Linked DNA regions of Gossypium hirsutum: region 1 is linked to region 2. A link is a contact called in public Hi-C data. All regions are on one chromosome and are shown on one strand. The core of a region is the stretch at or near the end of the contact, and the rest is flanking DNA. Distances in the headings are between cores, read along the strand shown. Region 1 holds the start of LOC107935986 (eEF1A lysine and N-terminal methyltransferase). Region 2 holds the start of LOC107939145 (chaperone protein dnaJ 20, chloroplastic).

Evidence for each region. A called contact is a pair of places that touch in the nucleus more often than the background predicts.
Region 1: a contact with region 2 is called in a Hi-C map of leaf, with 2.2 times the contacts expected there. The contact joins the promoter of LOC107935986 here to the promoter of LOC107939145 in region 2. A contact is called at or near these places in 2 of 34 Hi-C or Micro-C datasets (both in leaf).

Annotation. Positions count from the first base shown.
Region 1 is chrA02:2,584,598-2,589,359 of Gossypium_hirsutum_v2.1, forward strand. It overlaps LOC107935986 (eEF1A lysine and N-terminal methyltransferase), which reads right to left and starts at 1,723. Exons shown (of 16, transcript XM_016868625.2): 1 at 1,199-1,723; 2 at 534-635; 3 at 366-432; 4 at 1-168. The coding sequence starts at 1,603. It overlaps LOC107935994 (alkaline ceramidase), which reads left to right and starts at 3,534. Exons shown (of 3, transcript XM_016868634.2): 1 at 3,534-3,809.
Region 2 is chrA02:2,349,388-2,354,455 of Gossypium_hirsutum_v2.1, forward strand. It overlaps LOC107939145 (chaperone protein dnaJ 20, chloroplastic), which reads right to left and starts at 1,271. Exons shown (of 2, transcript XM_016872425.2): 1 at 245-1,271. The coding sequence starts at 664. It overlaps LOC107939141 (serine/arginine repetitive matrix protein 2), which reads right to left. Exons shown (of 10, transcript XR_001695064.2): 7 at 4,772-5,068; 8 at 4,394-4,469; 9 at 4,068-4,195; 10 at 2,953-3,381.

The DNA of each region.
Region 1 (4,762 bases), core at 473-2,972, 240 kb after region 2:
AAGCAAGGGAAGAATGATCGAAAGATGAAATGATCTGGAGAAGTTCATTGGAACTTTCCTTCTCAGCAACCACCATAAAAGTTTGGAGATCCGGCTTAGTAGATGGTTTCTGAGGTATAGCATAAAGGCAAACATTCCAGCCAAATCTGAACTTTGGAAAAAGCAAACCTAAAATTATAAAAAGCAACATGTACCTTAGCAAAGCCAGTAATTGATTAAAAAAATGTAGGACAAATATAACTAAATAATAATAATAATTAAGCAGGTAAATGAATGGTTAATATCCATCTCTACAACAAGACAACTTTTACTTCTATCTCTTCAATATAAGCAAAAAATTTCTTTTTGTATTAAGGTCAAAGTACCTAGAACATGGGATTCTGCCAAGGTAAGACAAATGAACTTTCCCCTGGACTTCAAAACTCTTTTGACCTGGATAAATGCAACTCTTGTGAATCCAACAAAAAATTTGAACCCACCATGACAATTATAGTATGTTATATGAAATAAGCTGAATCAGAACTCCACAACACCTCTGACAAATATTTAGTCCCTAGCTGAGGGCCAAGTTCTGGCTCCATCAAAGCATCCAATCCACCTTTGTCGAGAACAACATTGAAAGTGTCATCTGGGAACTGGTAAACATAGTAATATCAGGTAAATGGGATGTTAAAGGAAACCATTAAATTATGGAACTAGGACATTTAAAAAAAAATTACTCCGTTCATTAAGAAGCATCATAAGCACTAAGGCAATAGGTTGACAAAGCACTAAGGCAATAGGTTGACAGACATCAGTCCATCTGACTCAAAACTTTCCATCACAAGAGACAATATTGTTATAGGAATTCAGACTTCAATAAATGTTATAAATAACAGTAATGCAGTAGTATTCCAGCTGATATCATGTAAGATGAAAACCATAAAGTTCTAAATAATCTCTAATCATCCCTGTTCCAGATGCACAATATAACTCAAGAGTTTAAAACGGCATATAAATTCTTAATTTGATGGATATTTAGTATATACCATTGAACGTGCCCAATGCACCTTTATAAGTTAAGTTTCAGCTAAGAAATGCCACTCCCCGTTTGAGCACCCCAAAGGGAGAAACTTCCATAACATTAAAACTTAGTAGAAAACAAATTCAAACAAATTAAACAAGTAAAACAACCCAAGTTAAGAAAATAAGAAAAAACCTGCATTTGGGTCATGTCCATAACCCGCCAACGCATGTTGGGTCGGTCCCTTACATTACGTCGAAGCATGCCGGAGATGACAACTTTGGAAAAATCTATATTGGTTATATCACCAAATCCGGCGTCGTATAAATGCTCCGATAATCGGGAGTTGCCACAACCAGGCACCAATATTCGCAACGAAGAAGAAGGAGAAAGGGAAGAGGGTGATGGGTGTTGTTGAATACGAGGGAGAAGTGAGTCACGAAGCTGAGGCCACTCAGCGTACCACTCGAACGAGTCATCACTGCCACGGATGGTAAAGAAGCTATCCCAGTTTTCTTTGCTGGTGAAGTCTCCGAGTGTATTGAGAAGATCGTCTTTTGAGGCTGATGGTTGCTGCTTTTGGTTTTTCTTCTTCCCCATTTTTGTCCTTCAACGTTTTGCTTAGGGTTTAATTTACAAGGGTTTTTGTCTCTGAAGTTTATAGTTTCTTCATTTTTCCCTTCCTTTTCATTTTTGTTTAGATGCATGAACCGGCTTGGTCGATTTTTTAATTTGAGAAAAAATTAAGATTAAAATAATAACTAAAGATAAAAAAGTAAAAATAATCCTCTTTTGGAAAAAAACCTTAAAAGTAAAACTATCAAAATTCTAAAGTTTTCGTAACCGGATAGATGGTCAAATTAATTAGATCATCAAATCTTATTTTGATTGGTTCAATCAATTCGTCCAATTTAATTGAATAAATTGTTAAAAAAATTAAAAATAAAGTAAATTGATTCAACTAATTTTACAGTCGATTCAACCACTCTGACTGGTTAATTTGATCAATTCACGGATTAAACAATCTAACCCTTGCTTCTGATTGGTACCTTGATTGGTCCTGATCTAATTGACTTGTTCGATACAATTCCAAAAAAGTGAAAAATCAAAATTTTAATTATTTTTATGATTAAAAATCAAAATATAGTAAAAACCTAATTTTTGAGTTTTTTTTTTATTTCTAGCTTTTGGTTTTTATTAGTTAAGATCAATTTTATGTGGGAAAATGTCAATGTCACTAAATTATTAATAAATTTACATTTTATTTAATTAATTTAAAATTTTAAAAATTAATTGTTAAATTATCCAAAATATTTCATTTAAATATTTAATAGATGATTGATGTGGTCACAATAAGTATTAGATATCGCTGACTATGACGATTGCTTGCAGCCCTTTTCATTAGGTCAGTTGTGGCATTTTCTCTCTCAATCATCTATGATTAAGTCTCTCTTAATCGTTTTCTAACCTTATAACCACTTATTCCTACATGAATAGTTATTTTAATAAAAGAAAAAAGAAAAGTTGAGGCTTGGAAACTTTGAGATCTTGAATTCTAATTTCACGACCTATATACTTTAAGCAGTATTGTTCATGAGTTGGACTGAAATTCGTTAAAAAAATTGGGACGGTTTGGGCAAAATATAAGTAGGAAAAATATATTTGGATAAGAAAAATAAAGCTCGTTTTTTAATTGGGTTGAGCTTTAGGTAAGCCTTTTTTTTGTCTTAAGCCTAACTTGATTCGACTTTTTATTGTTTTTTTATTATTTTGCTATTATATTATTATTATTTTGTTGTTATTGTTTGGATATTATATAACTTTTGTTTTATTATTAATTTTACTACTATTTTAGATGTATTTGTTTACTAAGTTGCACCATGTTATTCAAGTATACTTTTTTTTTAAAAACATTTTCGTTTGTTGGAAAATATTTATTTTAATGTTTTTAGTATATTTAATGTATTGTATTTTTAATTTTATTCTTATATAAAAATAATAATACAAAAAAATTTAATACAGGCAAGCTGGGCTAAAGTTTTAGCATTTTATTTAGATCGATCTTGGCCTAAAATTTTTACTTGACTCAGCTCAAACTTAGCCCGACCTGGTTCATGAACATCTCTAATCCTAAACTGATTCTGACTTAGTTTTTATTCTAATTTATAAATATCAACCCTAACTAAATTTATTCTAGACTCTTATATATTTTGATTATTCACTCGAATACAATTTATTATTATTAATTTTAATTATTATTATTTAAATCATTAGGTTATAATCAACTTCTTAAATTTTCGTTTAAAAAAATTATATAACTTCTTCTTGAAGAAGAAAAGAAAAAGTATCCACAGAGTCAAATTATAACTACTAATAAAAGTAAAAATATATATATATAAAAAGAAATCATAATCCAAACTTAGAATAGTTAAGCAAAAAAGGGAGATTAGTTAGATGAAAAATAAGAAGAAGCCAACTCATGGAAGTAGAAATACCTTTTAGTAAATCATTAATCAATCAAAATCCTCATAGACCGTACGATACTATCTTACAGGGTAAAAATCTCAACCCTTCATCATTCTGATCCAACGTTCACAATTTGCCTTTCCCGTCAATATTCCATCTTCCCAACTCGCATCTTTTAGCCTCCTTTCGCGAATCTTTTTATTTTTTTATTTTTTATTTCCCCTTCATTAACATTATATAAAAAGAAAAAAAAATACTCCAAGAGAAACCCAAAAAATACTCCAAAAGACTGTGGTTTAATTGATATCTTTGAAACCCCAGATCTGATTTCTTATAAAAGGTTAGTTTCTATATCACTTTCATGTCCATTTTCCATTTTTTTCTGTATTTTTTTGTTTCATATCTTATGGTACAATATGAGTAATTTTGCTGTTGAAAATCCTTTTTGATTTACTTTTTGAGGAATGGGTATTAAAGGGTAAGGTCAAATTTCAATGGGATGTTTTGTCTTTTTGTTTAGGATTTTCAAGGGTAGTACATTACGATGTTATGGATAGTTGAGAGACGTTTTATTTTCTTAAATTTATAATTTTTTTAATACTATTTTGCTGCCAAAGTTGGATTTTTTTTTTATGATAGAAAAAATAAAATAGAATCTGATTGATAGGCAATGCTAGGTTTTTAAAGAGGGGATTTAAGTGCTATAAATTTAGGGTATCTTTTCCTGAGGATTAGGTTGGATATGTTTTTTTTTTGTTGGGGGGTGTGTTCTTATGAGATATGCAGTATTCTGAGGCCAGTTTTGAACTTATGCTCAAGGCATTGCTTGAAGATTGGATGAACTTTGAAGTTCTGGATCTTAAAGAAGATAGCATTGGCCAGATTCTTTAGGTCAAAAAGGGTTTAGGGGAGGTTTTAAGGAATGGGATTTCGGTCGGTGATTGGGATATTTATTAGTTAATTTCTTATGTTTCTTCATTTGCTAGAGGTTTAATGCATCTATTCTCTGAGTTAAATTTTTTGAATAGACAGGTTCGAATAGGTAGTAATACTAACTAGTACATTGATCTCAGAGTTCATGTTGGGCCCCTTGAACTAAAGTAAGATGCAGTTGAAATATCTGCTTTAGTATCTAAAGTTTATTGGAATTTGATAAGATCGGTGTTCTTGCAGGCTTATAGGAGTCTGTTTATGGGCCGAATTGTCTAGATTATCTTGGATGTGCTACGTAGTGATGTCACTGTTTCCATATTAGATAGCAATGTTAGACAGGACATGGACGTCAAATTTATG
Region 2 (5,068 bases), core at 21-2,520:
GAAATTCCAACTTAAAAGCTACCAAAGTTCAAATCTTGGAGAAAGAAATTAGATTCATGGAATAGAACAAAAAAAAGGTTGGAAATTCCCATAATAAAAAGTGAAAAGAAAAATAATTGATCAAAAACCTATTTCAAGAGCAAAACAAATAAAACCCAGATAAATAAAGCTCCCAAAAACATTTAAAAAAAAACCAAAGTTAAAATTAATAAGAAAAATAGAATAGAAAATAAAAGAAGAATACCTCATCGTATTGATAACGTCGTCTAGCAGAGAAAGCAAGGTGAATCCCCAAAGCTAAATCCTTATCATACAAAGCCCTCCTCCTTGGATCCGACAAAGTCTCATAAGCTTCCTGGACCCGTATAAACCGCTCCGTATACTCCTCGACCCGATCCGGCGGCGAAACATCCGGGTGGTACTTCCTAGCTAGCTGCTTATACGCTTGTTTTATCTCCAACGAAGTACCCCTTTCTGATATCCCCAGTAACTCATAAAAACTCATCTCTTTCCTCGCTTCGTCGATTTTCGCCTTGATTTTGAACAACCCAAATTTAATCCGGGTCGGTTGGAACGTTCTACGTAACTGGAGGAAGGAAGTTTCCGGCGAAAAGAACCGGGCGTCTGTCCCCGGTATCGCTGTCAATCCATAACTGCAACGCATCTTGCGGGGGGGGGGAATTGGAAAAGATTTCTTTGCCAATTATGAGGGAAATTTGTTCATTAGTTAAGTTTTGCAAAAATTGAGATGAAATTTAGAAGAAAAAAATGACAATAAATTAAGAGAAAAAGAGAGAAATTATTGGTTGTGTGGAGAGGGAAGGAAGAAAGGGAGATTAGGAAGGAAAATGATATTTTGTGGGGGGATGAAAGTGAAAGGAAAATTTGTTTGGAAGGATTAGAACACAAGTTTCCCTTATAAACTCGAAACCTTTATTAAGCTTTGTTTTATTTTCCTTTTTAATTACGAAATTGATATAAACTTCATTAATAATTTAACATTTAGTAAGACACGTGTTAACTCGATTGTCATAAATATTTATTAGTGTAGAAAAATATAAATTTGAGTATGTTAAAATATATTATTTTAAAAATAGATTAGGAGTAATTTTAAATATTGTATTAAAAAAATCAGATATAATAATAACAAATTTTTTAAAATTATTTTTAGTATTACGTAAAAATAGTAAACTAACATAGTATTATACATATATGCTATGTTTGATGTCAGTATTATTTGTTCATCACGTTTTTGAGCTAAAAAGTTTTTCTTCTTTTTATTTTGTAGAGGTCATATTTTTTACATGAGTTTTTACTTATTTTACCAGTTTCTACTTTAAATTTATACTAATTATTTTTTTATTTTATGTCTAGTTATTATAGTATATATGTAATAAATAAGAATTTTTCTTTATTTTATTATTTAGTAACCGAACAAGACAATAACGATAATTGGATCAGAATTAAAATTTTAAATTTTATAAATTAAAAAAATATCAAATTAAAATACAAAGATTTACGTAATATTTGATAAGTTAGAAATTAAATATTGAATTTGAATTATATAAATTATATGGATATGTTTAGCAAAAAAAAATTATTCAACAAAATGGGAATGAAAAATAAATAAAGAGTAGTCAAATATTGAAAGTAGTCTTAGACTAAAATAAATAAATAAATAAATAAATAAATAAAATAAACTTAACATATTTTTATTAAGTGACAAAATAACTTTTATTTATCTATCATTTTCAATATTTTTATTGAAAAATCCTATGAGGTAGTTCTTATCTTAAACATATTTAGAAAAAGTAAATTATTGAAAAGACGAGCTTTCAATTAGTCAAAAAAATTTTATTGACTAATCAAATAAATCCTATATTCATATATATAATTAACATATTATTTATATTTTAAAAGAAATTTGGGAATTATTCCTTTTTATAAAAGTATAATGCTCAAAAGGATTTGAATACTTATGCATTCTGGAAAGTCAAATACGCATACAAAGATTACAAATTAACTGATAAATATTAACCTTACTTAGTAGGTAAACATACAAATCTTTGAAGTGCCTCTTAATATTGCATCTACGGCTCTTCGACAAAGCAAAGCATTTAGTATTACTTAATAATTGATTTAATATTATTTTATTTTTTAAAATTAGAGAGAGAAATTTGGTTTTTATAAATCCTAACCACTTGACATCTCAGAACCGTTACTTTCCAGTCCAATCATAAAATCATTTACTCTGAAGTTTGGTTTTATCTATTTTCTGAAAAAAAATTGGAATTCCAATTGAGAAATATCCAAATCAACTTTTCAGAATGTCCACATCCACATCCACATCTCACGTAACCCATCAATTGTTTTCAATTTATTTTGGGTGTTTTTCTATCATTATATTCTCTCCTTTAATTGATTAAGTCTTAAGCATAAAAATTAATGTTCTAAGTATATTAAAACACATTATTTTCACATTTAAGAATTGAAAAAAAGTTAAATGAGTAGTTTTAAACATTGTATCTAAAAAAATTTACTATAAATTTTCTGACTTGGACTGTTAGTACATTTATTTTAAAATTTTAATTTGAAGGCATGCAAATGATTTTCTAATCCTAGCTGTAAAATGAAATAACTTCTACCCTAGTATTTATTCAGTGACTATCCTTTAAATATTGTAATATATATTTGGGATAAAAAAACATTTATTAATTTTTTATTAACTTGAAAGCCATTTTTTCTTAAAATTATATTATTTCCATAGACAAATATTATGTTTCAAAAATTTTGGAACTCAAATGAAAAAAGGAAAAATGTTTGGTAGAGACTTAAGAAAATTGATCGATTTATCCTATAATGCATATATTAAAATGATAATGATTTTCAAATTAGAAGCTAAATTACAGATTAATTAAAAATGAGTAGTTAACAACAAAGAACACAGCTAGATAAAGAACATAAAAATTATGATGCACAGTGTGACATCCAATTGGAGTTTAGAGAATTAGGTTAAAAATGTCTGCTTCGTCACATTCCGAACATGGTCCTAGATATCCTCTAGAGGCCCTCCAAACACGTTTAAAAAAATAACTAAAATATTGCTTCGACTCTTCATTTTTCTTGATATATCTAAACCACAAACAAATACCCTCTAAACTCTCCAAATCATGAAAATGAAAAATTGAACACAGTCATGTTAGAAAAATATTAGTATCAATCACGCACACATGAATCCAAGTAAATATAGTGCTGCATGCTAACTCAACAATTTCCAGTGTTTGACATCAAGGCTGCGCTCTTATACCACCATATCCATGCCTCCTAGAACAAAAATACAAGCCAAAAAAAGGGGGTGGGGGAGGAAAAAGAAAAAAAAATCTGGAAAGAAAGGGGAAAAGAAAAAAAAAAGAAAAGAAAGAAAGAGGAAGACCGAAGATGATAAAAAATGGGTGAGATTTAGACGATACCATCACAGCCCTAATTGAAATCAACCATAACAAATCATCAGCTGTCTACCAATTCCAAATTAAAACAAAAATGGCTAAAATAATAATAATAAAATCCCTTGAATGTCATCACTTTATCTATGCAAGTCCCTATACTTTTGTTACACTCAAATAAACCCCTACCCTTTATACCTTTCATTTGAAATAAAAATCTTTAGTTAGGTACAAATCAAAGATAAAAAGACTAATTTGGGACTTGCTTAAGAAAAGTGAAATAGTTCAGAATTAATTTTTTTAAATATTTTAGCCAACAAAATTTCACTCTCAAGTAAGTCTCAACTACAAGCTAAACCCCCAAGGAAAGGCCATGTAATGTTTCAATTTTAAAATAGGAAACCTGGAAATGGTTGACATTAATTTTACCAGGAGACAACCATGCAACAAAGTAGAATGTAATGATTTCAAATTTCTTCCTTGATCAAATAGAGTTTGAGGGACCAATTGGCATCAAACTACCACAGCCAGAGCAGTACTATCTAGGCCGCAAATGCAAGCAAATCGAACTTAACAAGTACTACCATATACAGAACTGAGACAAGCAGTATCATGAAAGATTACCTGTGAATAAACCACAAAATTATTTTTATGATCAACCAATCTGGCTATGGGGCTCAAATATAGACGCTATTCATCCCCGCGGAGTCTGGTTACACGGGACCTTAAAGTAGCTTTGGAAAAGAATTTTCCTTGGAAATGACGAAAAAAGGGAAAAAAAAAGAAAAAAAAAGAGAAAAAAGAAAGAAAAAAAAATACAAGCAAAGTGAAAAGATAGAACCAAGCCCAAAACGCAGCAGTCACCTAATTTGAATCAATCAACACTAAAGAAATTTAAACAAAATATATATCTAATAGCATTAGCTCTCTGCCACAAAGCAACTGCATACCTTCACATAGATAAAGTTAAAAATCAACCCTCCAAACTGATCACTGACAGGTCCAACAGGAACACCGTGAATAAACCTGCATGAGTTGGGATATAACAGGCTGTCTAGACCATCAAAGGCAAATAAAACAGGTCCTATGATCAAGCACATCAATCAAAGGCCAAGAGTCGTAGGACATCAATACGGCTAGAAGACAAAAACGATCGTGGAAGATAAGCATGCGTTGGAATTTAAAGAGATGTACACACGAAGAACACTTGCTAATACATACATAAACATAAATAGAGGCAGAAAGGATAGATCTAAACAAAGAAGCAAACTTTCAAGTAAACACTTCATAAATTACAGTTCATAAGCAGAGATAATGGTCCAACATACATCTAGAAGTAAAAGAGCCTTGCTACAAACATTGCATGGTTGATTGCAGAAGAAAGCAGAACACTGCTTGAAATACTTTATCCATTGTAAATGTGAGCTCAAAGACTTCAATGCCAATCTGTTCCACATGCCTGCAAAGGATAAAAGAGCACAATGGCGTACATTTATGAAGAAACAACAATTGTCTGAAAAATCCAAACACCAAAAGAAACACTAAGCAATGTCTTAAGTGACTGCTGTTCGTATAGGAGCCAAAAGCTGTCATCGATCTTAATAGCTTGTTCATATCTGAACAAG